2 separate regions of the Zea mays genome follow, and region 2 is linked to region 1. Evidence: chromatin contacts called from public Hi-C data. All regions are on one chromosome and are shown on one strand. Each heading gives the region's core, a stretch centred on a gene start, on an enhancer-like site or on the middle of the called end of the contact. The rest is flanking DNA. Distances are from core to core; before and after follow the strand shown. Region 1 holds the start of LOC100284839. Region 2 holds the start of LOC100273787 (putative ACT-domain containing protein kinase family protein).

Region 1 (3,378 bases), core at 285-2,784:
GTAATTTTGTGCAATTTGCTAGTATTATTTACTTGGGTGTGATTGCACAATTTGTGGGCGGATTTATGTGCTCGATGATGATAGCGGTGTAGTGAGACAAAGTGACAGTCTGAGTTTTAGTGTGTTGTTATTTTCAGCATTAAATATATATTTGTGCTTAGTTATATCTCTCTTTGTTGAGGTTGATTACCTGTGTTAAATTCTGTTATTTTATTTACTGCTCAGTTCTTTACTTTGGAATTCATGCTTGAATTCTAGGCTCATTATATTTGTTCTAAAACCCTAATTTGATAAGGTAGGACTGTCACGTTAGTCAAGGATCTCTGATCACCACTTAGCGTTGGAGGGCTGTTTAGTGCAGCAACCCGCTATTTTGAGAGCAATATTTTAATATAAACAATCATGTTTATGTGTTTAATCTGCCTTCTTCATCTACTTGCCATGTTTAATATTCAAATGAACTTGAGTAGCTATGTTACATGTTTTCATGTCCTAGAAATGCTACTGTTCATTGCTGTTATAATTACACATGTTATTTATCTGAGTTATATGCTTGTCTTATTCGAAATTAGAATATTTAATTTATTTAAATATTTTGGAAACATGTCACTTATTTCTCTAAAACTACAATAGGGACTTTATGCTTATCCAATGTCCGCCTCATTAGATTCCTAGGTATTTTATCATAGGCCTTTTCCAAGTCGATAAAAACCATGTGCAAGTCCTTCTTCTGCTCCTTATGTGGCTCCATGACCTGCCTTATTAAGAAAATTGCTTCCATGGTTGACCTTCCACACGTGAATCTAAATTTGTTCATGATGATATGCGTCATTCCTCTCAGGCGATGCTCAATAACTCTCTCCCATAGTTTCATAGTGTGGCTCATGAGCTTAATCACTTGATAGTTGGTACAACTTTGAATATCTCCCTTCTTCTTGAAGATTGATACTAATGTACTGCTCCACTCATCGGGCATCCTGTTTGATCGAAAAATATGGCTGAACAACATGGTTAGCCAAACGATAGCAATATCCCCAAGGCTGATGTGGCCATGTAGGCTGTAACTAAACATGTAACTTTTGAACTCATGTGAATATGTTAGATTATGGCTTGTGAGCGATTTGAGCTTATATCTTGTCTATATGTGACTATTTAAATGTGTAATTTGTTACTCTTTGTCGGGTGCTAATCTGGTATGGGTTACCCATCGGGTGTCAATATCCACTCGGGTACGGGTGTGGCTATACTTTCTACCCGTGGCCGGGTATGGATATTATGGCGGGTAGATTTTGTTTTTATGGGTATAAATATGAGTATGCAATACCCGATGGATAAGTACTCGTTGCCATCTCTAGATCTGACCCAGCTCAAATCTTGATACCCAATGGAGAAACCATGGCCTACTCTCGCTGGGTCCACGGGTCACGGAGGTTGCCACCATCCTGTCACGGAAGCCCATCTACCTATCGGCCCAGGAATGTGCCCGGGATGTGGGACGGGGTTTCACGAGGAGAACATACCAACGACATCCTCAGGAACCGTTGACGTGGCGCTCCTCCTCCGACGATTCGCTCCCTCCCTCGAGTTTCACCACTCCCTCCTCTCGCGGCCACGCACTCCCCCGCCTCCGCAACCTCTCACCGCCGGTCCCCGCCCTCCGACCCTCCACGCGCAAACAGCCCGCCTCCATCCACCAGGATCCCCGATGAGGTGAGGCCTGCTACCGATCTCTTTTCGTGCACGAATCCCATCTCGCCCCCCTCCCCTGGCCGGGGACTCCGATGCGGCGGGATCCCGTGGCCGTGCCTTTCGCGCGTGGAAGCCGGGAGCCGCGGAGAGAATGCGGACCAGCGGTGGTGCGTGCTTGCGACGGCGTTTCGGCGGCTGCGGGATCCGTTTCTAGCTTGGTTTCGTGTCCGTGTCCGAGGTATCGGGTCGTCGGTCGGGATTACGATTTGCGTGCCTCCAGCTGTGCTGTGATCCGGTGATCCTGAGCGGGGAAGTGATTGGTTCCCTGTTTTTATGGGATTTTGCTCCAATCGGAAGGGGGAACTGGGTGGGTATTGTGGGTGGTGTCATCCGGTCGTGGAAATTGCTCGTGCGCTGCGGTGGTAGGCCCTGAGGCCTGACCCACTTCTTGGTCATTTGCAGCTAGGAGAAGTGTTGATTTGGATATTCGTGGAGTGTGCAATGGTGGACTTTGTTCGACGGCTCGCCTCTGCCCTGCTCAAGTGCTGCGACCTTGACATACCCAATCGGCCAAAGGGCCTCGAGGACCCCGAACGCCTGGCTAGAGAAACTGTTTGTATGCTCTTTTTACTCTCGCTATGCTTGTTTTCATATCTGTTGCCGTTTATTCAGCAGTGGATTTTCATTATTCTGCAGTTAATGTGAATGAAATCGAGGCTCTGTATGAGCTGTTCAAGAAGATTAGCAGTGCTGTGGTTGATGATGGCTTGATTAACAAGGTTTGTAGGTTCTAAGCTCTTAGTGTGAAGTGGCAGTGAATGACAACTTTGTTTCCATGAAGTCATTGTGTCTGATCTCTCCTTGGAGCTTTGATGTATTATCTGCAGGATGAATTCCAATTAGCCTTGTTTAAGACCAACAGAAAGGATAGCATGTTTGCTGACCGGGTATGCCCACTGGATCCTTATATATATTTTGTCAGTGAAAATTTTGTTGTCATGAAACCAAAGCTCACTGCTGAAAACTTCATGGAATTCAGTCTGTTCTTGCCAAATATATTGTGTTTTTTTGCTATTTGTGTCACATTATTTTTCTAGTTGTGTTTTATGAAAGGATCAACAGTATAGTATTTGTTTTATGAACATTCACATTAATCACATTATGCCAAGCTGTCTAGAACAGTGATAGGACATCATAGACCCTGAGCCTTTTAAGCTTCAATCATATGCTTACACATATGTTTCTGTGGGCATGAGTTAAGCTGTTAACACATTTCAATGTTTCTGCATGTCCGATTAGTAGTTACCCACCTGCAATCATTGGAAGGGGGATGCTCAATGTGAACTGTCTTTTTGTTACAAATTCGCTATTTCTTTTGGAGTGACCTCAAATAAACACTAAGGTATCTTGTTTTCATTTCATTGACTTAGGTATTTGACTTGTTTGACACGAAACACAATGGAATTCTCGAGTTTGAGGAATTTGCTCGAGCCCTTTCTGTGTTCCATCCGAGTGCACCAATCGATGACAAAATTGATTGTGAGCCTTCTTTCTTAACTTTATTCATTCATTCATTTATTCTTGATTACGCTACATAAGTGACCGAATATCGAGTTATGGGTTTAATTTGTGATAATACTAATTCAAGATAAGACGATGAGTCAGTGCTTAATACATATCATGAAAACA
Region 2 (3,378 bases), core at 635-3,134, 370 kb before region 1:
GCTTCCCACCCAGCTCTCCACTGACACCGCCCCTAAACAATTGAAGCTTGATACCGCCTCCACACCAACAGTCCGCCACCATGGCAATCAACAACCCCGTGGCAGCCTTGCCATACCATCCAGCGCTGGGCTGGGAAGCTCCCCGCAATCCCTCTAAGCCCGGAGGCCACAGGTAAGGCCCAAACCCCCAACCCTGACCCTAGTTTCAAAGGGGTTGGTGAAGCCACCGTTGTGGCGTTCATTGATTGACTGAAAAAAAAATCGAGTGAGGGGAGGCTTCAAATCACTTGAGTGAGGTTTAGCTTTCCTGTTCTTTTCCGAAACTAAACTTCGGTAACAATAAAATAAATTGAAACCACTAGCCACTAAAGTAGCTACTGCTATCATATAGCAGATAGTAGTTTATTGCAGAACTTTACCCTCAAGAAACGGACATAGAATGCAGGGCGCCTATCAGGATCCTTTGCTTCCGCTAAGACGTTCTGGTGGACCAAGACATCGGATGCTTTGTCAACATTGATATCCAGCTGATAGCTACGGTATGAGAAAACAAAAGAAGAACCAATGTTATTGTTAGCTTCATGATTAATTGATTATACAAGTAAGACAACGGAAGAATTAATTAATTGTCATATAGCAATCCTAATGTGGAAACAGAGACTGCAGCTACCAGCTTCCTTTGAATATGATAAAAGTGAACTACCAGTCTACCCCACCCGGGAAGAATACAGAGGCAAGCTACAAGACTAAGGGATAAGACTGACTATGTGTTCAATACAAGGGAATAAGGGATAACTACAAGACTAAGGGCTAGTATGCAATTGTTAATCCACGCTACGATCTGGAACATATTTGTTTGTAAGCATATTTACTATCTTGAGAAATTTTGCGGCTATAGATCTAAAAGAGACGCTTTGGAATTTCACTTTTTATACAGGTAAAGACAACAGTTCAGAACGAGGATGAAAGCTTTCCTTTTTTTCCGGAAGGGTGTGAGCCAGCAGATGATTCTAAGAAACCCTGCTCACTCCATTTACTTCCAACGTTAGCTTAATCACAGAGCACACCAGATCAACATCGAGCCAGGCATGGCTGCTAGGTACCGTTCGAACACTAAAGTAGTGTAAAATTGTAAATTCATCCAGTCCTCAAGCAAACAGTACCGAGTGATGTCCGATCCAATTGCCAAGTCAAACAACAGTCTCTTAGCACATCAAACACGGAAGCAGCAGTGAGAGCACGGAAGCTAACCAAAAGGTCAACATGATACAAAAATTCACACCTAAAACGAAGCTCACCACTAAGCTTCGCCATGCCGACACCCAAAATCTGAAACCCGAAACGAGCACGCTACCCTCCTTGACCGAAACAATGAGCACAGATTTCCGCAACCAGGGCATGTAAAGCCTACACCACGGCAAGCGAAGGCCTAGGATGCGGCAGGCCGAGGTAATGGATCAGCACCTGTGCGGGAGCCGGCCGAAATGGGCGGCGAGCCTGTCGCGGAACTCGGGGTCGGACGCCTCCGCGTAGCCGTCGGCGACGAGGCGGTCGAGCACCTGGGCACAGATTTCGCGGGCGCCTCCGCTGCCCCCGCTCCCGCCGGAGCCGGCGGGCGCTGGGACGGCGTCCTCGCGCGGCGGGGACGAGCTCTCCCCGACGCCCTCCTCGACGGCCCCGCCGGGCCCACCCTCCGCCGCCACCATCCCCCACGCCGCGCCGCAGCGTCACCTGCCCCGCATCGCCGCCCCTCCCGCCTCCTTAGTTTTGCCTCGCCCACCCGCCAGCGCGCTCGCCCGCGTCGCGTGTTCTAGAAGCGTCGCGGGCGCTGGGCGCTCTGGGCAGTCGAAGGCGAGAAGGATAGGAGTGTGGGACACAGACCAGGAGACGAAGGAGGTTTTTTAACGCGCGAGGTATGAGGAAGAGAATACGAGGCTGTTCCAAGGGCAACGACGTCTTTTCAAGTCATCCCTCTGAGAGGAGAATGTGTCGAAGAAGAGGGCCCTTGGATTTCGCTATGCGCCGTAGGCCCCGGTGGCAGTGAGAGGGAAACAGTGCACGTGGTGTATGGAGGACACCGACTGCACGAACAGGGATGAAGGTTGAAGGGGCTGCTGCACAGTGCACTGCTGCTACGTGCACGCCACGAAGTTGTCTTTGCAGGTTTTCTGATGGGCCCGCGCTTCTTTAAGTAGCAATGATTCATGGCGTGAAATGGGTAAGAACAACGATCGGAAGGGATATCATTAAGTAGTGCCGGCACTCTAATGCTATTAGGGCTATATTTATTTAAGTAGTATAGCAAGTTGATCATGACGTATTTTTAGGGACTTTTATATCTGTTCAGTCTTGTCCCTCTTTAGGCCACCCTCACTCCACTTCAATACAGACATAACTGAACAAGCACTTAGTAGTAATGCCTTATGTCACCAGAATCGATCGGGAGGGCCATCATGTATCTTATGTCGGCCTAAACAACGAGGCTCTCACATTTTTATTGAAAGTCCAGGAGGGGAGAACCCCTACTGTAAATCTCTACTACACCATAAGTAGCTACCGAGGGCGTCCACCCGGCTTCACCGTGCCCCCGCCAGCCCCACGCGCCCCCGCGCCGCCGCCCGCTTGCACGCGTCCCCGCGCCCGACCTGACCCCTCCCGGTGGCCCGCACGCTCGCTCGACCCCGGACGCGCGTGCATGCGGGCACCCGATGTGGACATGGAAGGTGAGATCCACGACCATGGAAGGCGAGATCCATGGCCATGGAAGGCGCGTCCCCTTCCATACTTGGCGGCCATGGCATGCACCGTGCTCCCTTCCCCGCCTCAATCGACTACTATTTTGAGGATGGAGAGAGGCGAGGCCTCCAAACCATCCCCACTCTCCTCCCATGTGTCGCTTCGTGTTATCTCCAGCACATCTGTCCGTGGCTCTCGGTTCTAGATCTGGAGTCCTCCACCGCCACCAGCACGGCCGTAGAGGCGGAAGCAAGGGGGTTGGGCTTCTGTCGGTGCTGGACAGCGCGATGCCAAATGTGACAGCCACTCTCGCTGTCGTCCACCTCCCTCTTCCACGGTAGGTTCGTCCGCGCCGAGCCTAGATGCATAAAGCGAGCGAGTGACCGCTACAGCGCTGTCAGAGGTGAATCTTCTTCTCTTCTGCTCACAGGTTGCGAGGCTTGGGCTGAGAAGTTAATTTAGCTGCTCTTTTTGACGTGATGGTGCGGTTCAGAGACGGTAATGGAGGAGGCATCGCCCGGGACGGTGGAGGAGCCACTGCTGGTGAGCGCAATCAGAGGGAAAAAGGTCGAGAGGGCACCAATCTGGCTCCTGAGGCAAGTCGGGAGGTACATGAAGGCACGTCCACTTCCATTTTGTGAC

Evidence for each region. A called contact is a pair of places that touch in the nucleus more often than the background predicts.
Region 2: a contact with region 1 is called in a Hi-C map of leaf, with 7 times the contacts expected there. The contact joins the promoter of LOC100273787 here to the promoter of LOC100284839 in region 1. A contact is called at or near these places in 3 of 25 Hi-C or Micro-C datasets (all in leaf).

The regions. Positions count from the first base shown.
Region 1 is chr10:7,534,155-7,537,532 of Zm-B73-REFERENCE-NAM-5.0, reverse strand. LOC100284839 reads left to right here and starts at 1,534. Exons shown (of 9, transcript NM_001157734.2): 1 at 1,534-1,710; 2 at 2,152-2,305; 3 at 2,386-2,468; 4 at 2,577-2,636; 5 at 3,120-3,228. The coding sequence starts at 2,191.
Region 2 is chr10:7,901,891-7,905,268 of Zm-B73-REFERENCE-NAM-5.0, reverse strand. It overlaps LOC100273787 (putative ACT-domain containing protein kinase family protein), which reads right to left and starts at 1,884. Exons shown (of 15, transcript NM_001148189.3): 1 at 1,465-1,884; 2 at 420-534. The coding sequence starts at 1,706.